Linked DNA regions of Mus musculus: all the other regions are linked to region 1. Evidence: chromatin contacts called from public HiChIP or PLAC-seq and promoter capture Hi-C data. All regions are on one chromosome and are shown on one strand. Each heading gives the region's core, a stretch centred on a gene start, on an enhancer-like site or on the middle of the called end of the contact. The rest is flanking DNA. Distances are from core to core; before and after follow the strand shown. Region 1 holds the start of Kmt2e (lysine (K)-specific methyltransferase 2E). Region 2 holds the start of Kcnh2 (potassium voltage-gated channel, subfamily H (eag-related), member 2). Region 3 holds the start of Klhl7 (kelch-like 7). Region 4 holds the start of Atg9b (autophagy related 9B).

The links. Promoter capture Hi-C pulls out the DNA fragments that hold promoters and counts their contacts. HiChIP or PLAC-seq counts read pairs in DNA pulled down with a chosen protein or histone mark.
Region 2: a contact with region 1 is called in an H3K27ac HiChIP or PLAC-seq map of thymic regulatory T cells, with 4 times the contacts expected there. The contact joins the promoter of Kcnh2 here to the promoter of Kmt2e in region 1. A contact is called at or near these places in 2 of 115 datasets of contacts at active chromatin or transcription factors (double positive thymocytes and thymic regulatory T cells).
Region 3: a contact with region 1 is called in a promoter capture Hi-C map of pre-B cells, with 3 times the contacts expected there. The contact joins the promoter of Klhl7 here to the promoter of Kmt2e in region 1. A contact is called at or near these places in 3 of 39 promoter capture datasets (cranial neural crest, hippocampal neurons and pre-B cells) and 2 of 115 datasets of contacts at active chromatin or transcription factors (extraembryonic endoderm stem cells and pancreatic cancer cells).
Region 4: a contact with region 1 is called in a promoter capture Hi-C map of pre-B cells, with 3 times the contacts expected there. The contact joins the promoter of Atg9b here to the promoter of Kmt2e in region 1. A contact is called at or near these places in 5 of 39 promoter capture datasets (the C10 cell line, the HPC-7 cell line, cranial neural crest and 1 more), 1 of 484 Hi-C or Micro-C datasets (Th1 cells), 3 of 115 datasets of contacts at active chromatin or transcription factors (extraembryonic endoderm stem cells, pancreatic cancer cells and thymic regulatory T cells) and 1 of 9 other capture datasets (pancreatic islet).

Annotation. Positions count from the first base shown.
Region 1 is chr5:23,433,109-23,435,970 of GRCm38.p6, forward strand. It overlaps Kmt2e (lysine (K)-specific methyltransferase 2E), which reads left to right and starts at 1,356. Exons shown (of 26, transcript NM_026984.2): 1 at 1,356-1,675. 5031425E22Rik (RIKEN cDNA 5031425E22 gene) reads right to left here and starts at 228. Exons shown (of 3, transcript NR_165300.1): 1 at 102-228.
Region 2 is chr5:24,350,243-24,352,942 of GRCm38.p6, forward strand. It overlaps Kcnh2 (potassium voltage-gated channel, subfamily H (eag-related), member 2), which reads right to left and starts at 1,362. Exons shown (of 15, transcript NM_013569.2): 1 at 966-1,362. The coding sequence starts at 1,041.
Region 3 is chr5:24,099,246-24,101,945 of GRCm38.p6, forward strand. Klhl7 (kelch-like 7) reads left to right here and starts at 1,345. Exons shown (of 11, transcript NM_026448.3): 1 at 1,345-1,629. The coding sequence starts at 1,510.
Region 4 is chr5:24,390,755-24,393,454 of GRCm38.p6, forward strand. Atg9b (autophagy related 9B) reads right to left here and starts at 1,389. Exons shown (of 14, transcript NM_001002897.3): 1 at 616-1,389; 2 at 450-493; 3 at 263-327. The coding sequence starts at 1,162.

The sequences.
Region 1 (2,862 bases), core at 106-2,605:
CATCTTGCCCTGACGCAGTTACAAAAGTCACAGGAGAAATTGCGCCTCCACGGCCGCACCAGCGCCCCAAAGTCTCGCAGAGGCCGAGCCAGGGCCCTCACCTCGCGCAGGGAGAGGAGCAAAAGGTCGGGGAAGAGCCTTGCGACTTCCTTCGGCACTGCTTGGGTTCCACAGAAGACGCGGCGACAACGATCACCGTCATCACTTCTCACTCTCTGCCTTTGCAACAGCCACCCCCGACGACTCTGGCCCCACCCGCTGCTGCAGCATGAGGTCATCGTCAGCCAATCCCTACGCGCCCGACAGAAATCACCAGACGCCGATTGGCTGCCGACACCGCCTCTGCCTCTCCCCACTCCTCTTACGGAGCACCCAAGGTCGTGCTGCGGGCCAAGAAGACGGAAACCGCCATTCCGGGGAAAGGCCCCCAAAGCCAGATCCGTAATCGCTGTGTGATTTTAGTGGAGAACCCTGTTTTGTTCCTTGGCCTCCCCTTTTCGGTTCGAGAAACCAGCTCTGTCCCTCCCTCGTTTAATCACCGCCACACAAACGAACTCCCGCTCCCCGCCCAGCACACTGTCCCGCGGCGGGGAATCCTTCCCCGGTGCTAAGAAGTATAGGAGGCGGCGGCAGCGACTGCACCGGCAGCGGCAACGGCAGCTTTTACCCCATACACGGTGGCAGGGAGGCGGCGCTGACGATGGCTGCAATTTTTTCTGCGGCTTCTCCCCCCGACCTCTTGCGTTTCTCGCTCCTCCATCGAGACAGCGCGGGACTCGCCAGCTCCGCTTTTATCCGGTGCCCGGAGCCTGCGCACTGGAGCCTCCTCAGCCACTAGTGGGCGTCGAGTGACAATCCGACCGGGCTCACCCTGAGCTGGCAGGCCAGGCCGGGGGGAGGGGGCTGCCGGGACTGAGGCTGCTTGGGGGGTAGGAGCAAGTGCATCACCTTAGGAAGTGATGGGAGGGGGGTCGTCCCCGTCCCTGCTGTCATCCTTCTACCCACTAGTAGCATCCTCACGCTCACCTACATCCAGGCTTGAGGGCTACTCGGGGACAACGGGTAAAGAGCCAAGCCCACCAGCTAGCAAGACCTCCCCAACCGTCGGCGGATGGATGAATGCACCTGTTGTGGGAAAGACGGAGTGTCTGGCCAGCTCGCGGCCTCTAGCGTGACGTCTCCACGCCTCGGCGGAGAGGCCGCGTCGGGCCGCAGCCCATAACCAAGATGGCGGCGAGTAGCTTCGTCCCCTCCCCCCTGCCCCTGCGGAGCGGGGCGGGCGGGCCCCGTGCGCTTGCCGCCGCCGCCGCCGCCGCTGCCGCCGCCGCCGCCGCCGTCGCCGCCGCCATTTTCCCAGAGCGAGAAGCAGTGACACTGAGCGGGCGCAGGGGGCCGAGTCGGAGATCGAGCCTGCGTTCGGGAGCGGCAGCAGAGGGGGCATAGACACTCGGAGCAGCCTCAGCGTCTCCTCGTCATTCCTGCCGTGGCCCGCAGTGCCCGACTCTTGGGTTCCCACTGAAGACGCTGCGCGCTGCTGCTTGGGGAGGGGGTGTGGAGTCGGTTCTGCGACCGCAGTGGCTGTCGTCGGGGGTCGACCGAGCGCTGAGGTGTGGAGAACCTCGCCCGGGGTCGAGCCGATAACAGGGTTCGGGTGTCTGGTGTGTGACCATCACAGGTCAGTGCCTGTCGTGTCTGTGGGTGTCGTGGGGTCCACGGTGGGGGGACTTAGGGCTCTAGGGAGAGAGGGTCGCTGTCCTTCGGGAGCCGGGCGTCCACACTGAACCCCAGGCGCCTGTGCTGGGGCCACGTCGCTTGTGGAAATGGAATTTGTCCTTTCTCCTGCCTGTCCCTGGCACTGGGGCATTATGGCGGGTTTTGGGGTTGTGGAAGGGGAAACTGGCAGTTAAACCCCCTTGAGAGTGGGAGTTAGGGAGGGGGCGCCCTCCTCCCTGGTAGCGGATTCAGGCCTCCGGGGTGAGGAAGGAGGCTTGTGACTGGTGTCGGAGAGGTCCCGCGAGCTGCCAGCTCTCCCCTCCTCCAGCTGCATCTTGTTCGGGTGCAGAGAGAAGACGTTTAGGCCCCATTTTCTTCTTCCTGCCCTTGTTCCCTGCCATTCGGTGGCATAATGTTCTCTTAAATGTGAAAGGGGTTAAAAGAACGCCTTGGGCATCTCTCTTTGTAGGAGAGAGACCGCTCCTCATCCTCTCCGGAGAGGGTAAACCCGCCCCTAAGGTGGTCACCCCAGTCAGTACCCAGCCTTCGCAGTCTCCTCCCCCGCTCTTCTTGCCTTACTGCCGTCCTTTACTGTGCCAGAGCCTTAGAATCCACAATATGGCTCATTTCAGGAAAGCTTATTTTGACCGAAGGATTGGCACCGACGCGGTGGCAGCAGACAGAGATGAGAAACAAACGGTTCCCTGTGCTAAACGGGGGAGGAGGGAGAGAAAAAACAATCCTGGGTGCTTGCCTCACTGGCTTTAGTTCCGCCTAGATCCGCCCTATCTAGACTGTCTCTCAAGAATGATCAAATTTAAAGTCAAAGGGAAATCACTGGAGTTAGTTCTAAAGTAAATTTCGGTGTTGCTTATTTTATTCATCCTTTAGAGATGAAGATAATATATATGTGTTTGCAGTTCTGGAGACCTTGGAGAAGAATCAAGTGAGGTGCATTCAGCTCTAGGTTGAAGATAGCAATACCTAATTGGGAAACAGTCTCCCTTTCCCTTTAATTTCTGAGATGGAGAGTAAAAACTGTAATTTCCCTCTTTTGTCCTTTACAGATTCTAAAAATGGCGGCCCCAGGCTGATGTTGTGGTAATCTAATCAGCTCGGGTCCTCCACACCCCATGCAGTGCGTTTGTC
Region 2 (2,700 bases), core at 112-2,611, 920 kb after region 1:
CCTTAGGCCTGCACCACCTCTTCGGGATCATCCTGTTCTCTGTCTAGGGACAATGCTGCCCATCCAACTGAGCCCTCCCTCCCAACACAGTAAAGCACACATTGTCCTGTGTGCACAGGGTCACAGGCAAGGAATGTCACCCTCCTGCTCCAGGGGCCCTTTGCAGTCACACACTCTGTGGCACATGCAGCCTTGAGGACAGGCACACCAACACCAAACATTCACCTAGCCTAGGACACATTTCTGGAAGTCTCCCTTGCCAGGTCCGAATAAGGGGAGTTGTAGTCACCCAAACCCAAAGGGGCTTGGGGTACCATCCCCAGCAGGAAAGTCCACCACACTGGAACTCCATGGCCAGCCTGTTCGCCCCAAAGCCAGCTTCAGGTGTGCAGCAGCCTCTCAGCACAGGGCCCACAATCTTGGGGACTTGCCGGAGACGCCTCTCCACGGCCCATGCAGACTCGAATTCATTAGTGACACAGGGATTTGACCATATACTTGTCACACACTCAAGAGCAGATTTGGTCACTAATCCTACACCTCTAGTTTTAGTCTGTCACATACAACACAGCCAAGACTGGAACGCGCAGTGTACTTTTAGGGACCAACAGCTTAGGTCATAAACAGTCTTAGGACAGCACACACACACAATCTCATCAACTCTGGACATTTAGAGTTGGAAACACCTACACATCTCATCCCACCTCCCTTTCCTGCACATTCCTGGTGTCATACTCACTCTCCGACCCCTAGCTGCAACACTAGGCCCCTTGGTCCTATGCCAGTGGTCCCTGGCACCAAGCCTTGTCCCCTTGGCTCCTGGCGTAAGTCTCAGGGCCCACCAGCCCCTACTGACTCACATTTTTGCACTGCACACGGCCCGGGCACGCCCCCCCAGCCACACTCAGCAGAACTGGACCCACCCCCCCAGACCCCCTCCCCGCCTTGCCCCCTCCCCCACTCACTCTGGCCCTCAAACTTGCGGATGATGGTGTCGAGGAAGGTGTTCTGCGGCGCGACGTGGCCCCTCCGCACCGGCATCCTGAGCCCATGGGCGGGCCGGGCGGGCCCCCACCCACCCTGGCCCGGCCCGGCCCAGCACTAGGCTTCGGGTGGCCTGGCCGGGCCGTGGTCTCCGCACCCCGCGGCCAAGCTGAGTGCGGGCGGGGCCGGAACTGGACCGAGGGCGCGGGATTCCCGCTCTGCTTAGTGGCTGCCGGCTCCGGACCCTGGGCCGGGCCTGAAGCTGCTGGAGCTGCGGCGCCGGCACACCTGTCTGTCGACCCGGGCTGGTGGTGCCACGGGCCCGGCTGCACCTCGTCCCCGCGCCGCGCTCCGCCCGCTCCAGCGCCGGGCTCCCGGCTCACGCCTGCCCGCCGCCGCCGCGCCGACAGCCGCTCCAGCGCCCGCGGCTCGGGCAGCGCCTGCGGCTTGGTCCGGCGGCTGAAGGGTTAATGCGGCGCGCGCCCCTCCGGCTCCGGCCCCCGCCTCCCGGCCCCCTCCTGTCGCCGCGCGCCGGCAGCACCGCCCTCTCCCCGCCACCCCGAGCGCCCGCCCTTCTTATTGGCTGAGCCGCGCCGAGCGCTCCCGGAGTCCCAACCCCTCGCTCCGCTACCGCGCCCCCGGGACTCGCGCTCCGCCGAGAGGGGGAAGGGACCTTTAAGTAGGGGAACGGTGAGGACAGGTGCGATGGTCGGTTTGGAGGTGACCAGGGAGAAGGGCATATCGCCCCCTCCCAGACTCAGGACTGAGAAACCCGATTTGATGGGGACAGGACCAACCCTTTATCTCCTGCTTCCCTGCTGCGCCTAGGGCAGGCTGAGTACCCACAGCTCGATGTCGGAATGTGCTGTGGGTGACGGGGTTGAGTGAGGCCTAGGCTCTGAGATGAGCCGCCCTAGGACCAGGGGACAGCCAGAAAATGGGAAGAACAGGGAATGTGGAAGCTGTAAAATTTTGAGACAAGGGTGGGTGAGCCGTAAGAGAGGCACGCCTCCCCTGTCTCCAGGGAGTTATAACCTCTCGGTGGTTATTCGAATCTCTCCATGGATGACACGTACAAAGAGACCGACAGCAGTTGCGGCCTTTTAGCTGTAAGAGCAAAGCGAGGCCCTTCCTTGAGTGCGAGGTCCCAGCCAGGGGATCCCCGTGAGCTAGAGGCCTTCCCTCCCTCTGCTGAAGGAACCTCATAGGCCCAATAGGAGGGCTTGGGGCCCCCCGAGGCGGCCCGGGCGGCCCAGCCCCCTCGGAAAACCCTGGCCTTGCCTTGGGCCCCTCCCCCTGCCAGCTGGCTCGCTCCAGCAGCAGCTCCCTTATTTAGGCAAAGAGGTCTGAGGATGCTCAAGGGCAGGCAGGGTGTCCACCAGCCGCCTGCCCACTGCCTGCCCACCGCCTGTTGGGGCCTGAGTAGGGGGCTTCGGGCGGCTGAGGTGTCCTTGATTTGAGCAGCTCAGCGACGCCTGGGGCAGGGCAAGGCCGAGAGGCGAGTGTTGACAGCTGAGCAGGCCTGCTGTGGGGAGGAGCCAGGCAGCTGGAGTTGAGGCGGCCTTGAATCCCCTCCCCTGCCTGCAACCCGGATCAGAGGCCTGTCTAGATGGATGGGGCCATGTGGGGGTTCCTGAGGGCTTGCAGCTGCCTCTGTCCTTGCAGCAAGGGGCTGGGTCTTGTCACCAGCGGGAACCTTCATTGGATGGGGGAGAG
Region 3 (2,700 bases), core at 95-2,594, 670 kb after region 1:
AGGAGTTCAAATCCCAGCAACCACATGGTGGCTCACAACCATCCGAAACAAGATCTGACTCCCTCTTCTGGAGTGTCTGAGGACAGCTACAGTGTATTTACATATAATAAATAAATAAATATATTTAAAAAAAAAAAAAAAAAAGTTGGGTGAGCAGGGACAGGAAGATCTGGAAGGATCTGAGGGAGAGGAAAAATATGATTAGAATATATTTAATTTAAAAGTTATCTTAAATAAAACATGTTGAAAGGGGGCATCATATATATATGACGTCTAAAACTTCCAAAAGGATTTTCTCACTGTGCTGTGGTCCACCAACTTGATGCTCCCACCAGTGTATCTGGTAAACGCCTTGATTAACTTTCTTCCCCCACCTCCTGCAGATAAATATATTTATCTAATCTCTTTTATAAAGAAACATACTGTCCAGGATATGTTCAATCCCTTTTTAGGCCATTGCTGACCCTATGCAGCTTAAAATAATTTATTTAATTTTCTTTTAAGCAGTTATTGTTTTAGATCAACAGCGGTCTAGATCATTTTACATAAAACTTCTGTCTAGTTCTTCATACATCTAGGTAGAAAACTGAGGCTATGTAGAAAGTTCATTACTAGAAATAACGACTTCAGTCCTGTGTATTCCTAAACAGCAAAATAAAAAACTCATTATGAACATGTTTCTGTGAGTTCTAGGACTGAGTTCTGTATTCCAGTAGAACTGCCCGGGGAAACCTCAATAAAGTTGGCTGGAACTAACACCTGCTCTCTAGTTTTTTGGTTTTTTTGATTTTGTTTTTTTCCCCAGACAGGGTTTCTCTCAGTAGTCCACCACTCTCTGCCTCCACCACCACCATCACCCACCAGATCTGTTTTAATGAGAAAGACAGCCTACTAAACAGGCAGGCATGTCACGGAGAGGAGAAATCGACAGGACAATGGTTTTGCTTTCTGAATCTCAAACAAGTAACTCTTGTGCTTATCCTAAATAACCTTTGCCTTGCAGTATGCAATTTTCCTGTAATAGTTACTGAGCGCCTACAATGAGCCCCAGTCTGAAAAGGCAGTGAAGAACTGACCCTGTTCTCAGGGAGCTTACGCCATAGGGAGACGTCTTAGTTTGTTCTATTACACAATTATCCAAAATAGATCATCACGAAATCTAAACCTGGGAAGTCGGCCTTTGGTAGAAGAAAAGCACACGCGAGCTTGGATCAGGCCGAAGGGTACCCACTGTTGAGGACGCCGCACCGCGCGACGCAGCCGGTTGCTAGGGCGTCGCGTGGCTGTGACGCACTGCCCCGCCCCCTCCTCCTTAGAGCGCACCCCCCCCGCCCGACCCAGTGCGCATGCTTGGGACTCCCTTCGCTTGCAACCGTGGCCGAGTTGGCTTCGTCTCGTCCTCCTTCGGCTTTCCCGCAGTTCTCCGAGCTCCGCCGCCGAAGCCGTGCTCCAGACTGCCGCGTGTGGCGGGCAAACTGTCGCCGCGAACCCGCAGAGGGCAAAGAGAGGATGGCCACCTCCGGCGTGGAAAAGAGTAGCAAGAAGAAAACTGAGAAGAAACTTGCGGCTCGCGAAGAAGCCAAGCTGCTGGCGGGGTTCATGGGCGTCATGAACAACATGAGGAAACAGGTGCGGGGCGGTGCGGGGTGGTGCGGGGCGGTGCGGGGCGGTGCGGGGCGGTGGGCAGGGGTCCGGCGGAGGCTGGCGGCGGGGCCGGCGCCTTGGCTGACGGCCTGCTCCGCCACGGGGCTTCCGAGGCCCGCTCGACGGGGACTCCTGCGGCGGGCGGGGGGCCTCCGGGGCGGTTGTGTAACCGGTCTCATCCAGTTCCCCGTGAGGCCTGGAGCCTTCCCTTACCGTGCGGTGTCATCTGGAGCTCTCGGAGGGAGGCTCCCGCCCCGCCGCCCTGTCACCCAAGTGGCACGAGTTGATAAATCACCTGTCATTTAGGGCGACGCCAGTCACCAGTAAATAGCAGTTTTCTAAGGGTTCTGGCGCCACTGTTAACCAAGAGGATCTCTTTGTGCTGTCTTTGATTTTGCCGTGTATTGGAGAAACCGCAGCATTTGGTTGAAAGGTGGGTTATGAAAGGCACGGCTTAACGATGGAGACGGTAGATAGGTGTTTGATAGAATTAACTAGATTATAACCTCCAATAGACCGGTAAGCAGGGGAACACCACTTGGTTGGTTTTTGGTTCCGTGAGTTTTACTTGGTAGAGAACACATTATGGATTCTGGGGATGTTTGTCAGTTTGTTGACTCTGAAATCTGTTTTTCAAGAGGACAAAGCACTACAGATAAGCTTGAGTGATTAAAAAACCTAATTCGGCTTTCTGACGCTTTTGCTGTGAGTATGGGCAGCAGAAGAATCTTAAGATTTATTTCGGAAGATACCAACTCCTGATTTCTTAAGGCCAAACACTGGTCGCAGCAGTCTTCTCTTTGTTCACAAGATGGCACACTGCTCTGGTTGTAGCGGATAGATACTATGTTTTCAATGCCTATATCTTTCCTGGTTTTTATGCTGAAATAGCTGTGAATGGCTGGCTTCTTTATTAAAATGCATCTCTTTTCATATTTGTGTTCTTTTTGTGTAACCTTTTTGAGATCTACAGAATTGATGATTTGAGATTGCAAGTGTCTTTGATGTGTACCTCTAGTGGTAATTAAATCGAACTCACTGGTGCTTAAATTTGTT
Region 4 (2,700 bases), core at 139-2,638, 960 kb after region 1:
AACTGAAAAGAAGAGCTGGGGCATAGCTCAGTTGACAGAGTCTGCCTAGCATATAAAGCCCCGGATTTCATCTCCGGCACCACGTAAACTGGGTACAGTACTGTGCCTGTAATTCTAGCACATAGGAAGTGGAGGCAGGAGGGACAGGAATTCAAGTCTAGCCTAGGATACATGAGACCCTGGGTCAAAAAATCAATAAAGTAGAATAAATACTAAAATCAAGAAGAAAGAGCAGAGCTTAGGGATAGGACTGGCTTCTCACCCCAGCTGGAAGACATCCTCCAGCAGGATACAGGCAAAGCCATTCCGCTGATGATAGCTGTAGATGTGGCAAGTTTGTCAAGAAATTTGCCTAAGCCTACGGACTCTTCCCGTAGAAACTTCCCCCACTCTTCCCTGCTCCACAGTCCCCCCACCATGCCCCTCTGCATGCTGGGCACAAAGGATATCTTGGTGAAAAAACTGTCCAGGTTCTGGATGTGATGCCAGGAACCTGGGCACAGAGAAACAGTGTCAAGACTTGGCATTGTCCCATTTGTGATTAATTTCTCTATCAAACCCAAACCTGCCTCGACCCCCTAACCCACCCAACCTTCCATATACCCACACACTCACCGCGGAGTCCTTCGGGTACATGAAGCAAGGGTTGGTGGTCCTCCCCATGGATAGGGGAGTCTTGAGACCCCTCAGGGTCACAGTCCTCTAGCCGTTCATAGTCCTGCTCAGGGATCAGAGGGCCCATCCGCAGCCCAGGATGGTCCTGGGGGCGCGGGCAGGAGGGAGGGGGAGTGGCCGAGGCCAGGGGTGGGGTGGAGTGGGACCCCCACGAGGGGGAAGCAGAGGTGTGTATCATTGTGGGATGGGCCTGCGTTGAGGGTGTGGTCGGGGTGGGTAAGACATTGTGTGGAGTCTGAGAAGCCCCTGCCTCCTGAATCACCAGGCAGGGAGACCCTGAGGCCGGAGGGAACACTGAAGAGGAGCAGCTTCTTGTGCGAGGGGCAGGGGACAGAGAGAAGACAGAGATCCTCCTTCCCCCAGTTCCCCGGCATGGAGAAGCAGGCAGTGGCAGTGCCATAGGGAGCAGAGGCACTGAGCTGGGCCCCAAGTCTCCCCACCGCCCCCGTTGCCTCCTGCTCCCCCCCCACCCCGTTCGTCTCACCATCAGGCCGCAGCTTCTCTTGAGAGGTTGAAGGGACTGGACTGCTGTTGTTTCCACAGAGGTCAGTGAAGCTGAGCGGAGACTTCAACAAGGAGCAGGACAACAACAGCACTAGGTGACTCAGGCTGGGCAGGCCTCAGGCATGCCAACCCTCAGCCACCTGTGTGATCACTCACACTCCTTGCAAGGCAACCTGGGGCCCAAGCCCCATGCCTGGGACGGACACCAGTTTAGGAGGCAGGGGCTCAAGAGCTATTGGGATTAGAAGAGACACCTATGATCTCTGCTTTCAGTCCTCAAGGGCACAAGTGGCAAAGACAGGGCAGCTGCAACAAAAATAATATGCACAGAGAGCAAAATCCTATCAGAGGGCTCTAGCATGTGCAGACAAAATAGTGAAGCTCTCGTTCCTACAATTGCACTCCCATCCCTTCACACCTGTGGGCACCAGTCAGTAGAGAATGATTTAAGGCCACATGCCCAAACAGGAGGTGCATTCAGATTTCCCAGCACTTAGGAGGAGACAGAGTAGCGGGATCAGGAGACTGAAGCTGTTCTGGGCAACATCTGACCCTATCTTAAAAAAAAAAAAAAAAAAAAAAAGCTGTATATTTTCTTTCTCTGAATGAAAGAGGGCAGACTTTGTGGTTAGCCAGGAGAAAACAAGGAGTAAAAGGAAGGAGTGCTAGCCATCCTAGATTGGAGCTTAAGGAAAAAAGGCTGGTTCCTTGAGAGTTCCACTGTATCTTCCTTATCCTCTTGAACCCTGATGTACTCTCCTCCAGTCCTGACCTGGTGTCGGGGCCTCCTGAGACACGTCAGCGCAGGAAGGCAGGGGCCTTGAGAGGATAATTTGGGTGTGTGGGGATGGACTGGCTCAGTTGAGTTCTTTGTTGTTGCCTCACCCGGGAGGAGGAGGCCCAGGTGGCTGGTCTGATGGCTTGCCCAACGCCATTCCCAAGGCCATGAGTCACCAACTGCCCTACTGAAGCCCATGCCTGAGATATTGACTTATGGAGCAGGTGTCAGGGCCTCCAGCGATCAAGCCAGTATCTCAGAGGCGGAGAGGAAAACTGTGCTTCCTAGAGCATTTCCTGGAGGAGCGTGGAGGACATCCATGGAACATCCCACAGGTTTATCCCAGACTGCCTGATTTTCTTATATAACAAGAGTTCATGACTCCCATACTTTTGTGTCTAGGTAAGGTGCAAAGCTATGCTTTGTGGCAAAATGGAATCCCAAGGAAGTGGGCGTGGGGGGGTACCCCGGTGGCAGGAAATTCCCATGATCTTTCTGAGACCTCTAGAGAGAGAGAGGTTAAGTGTGGCTTTAGCTGGTACCTCCCTCTGACATTACTCACATATAGTATATACTTGCTTAAGACTACCTCTACACACATCCTTATCTCCTCAGCCCCAAACTCAAGCAAATTCTGGCTCATTGCTCTGTCTAGTTTCACTCTGCTCATTCCAGAGCATGACTTTGCGACCCTCAGCTCAAGAAAAATTGAGTCCCGGAAGCACCACCAATAAATGACAATG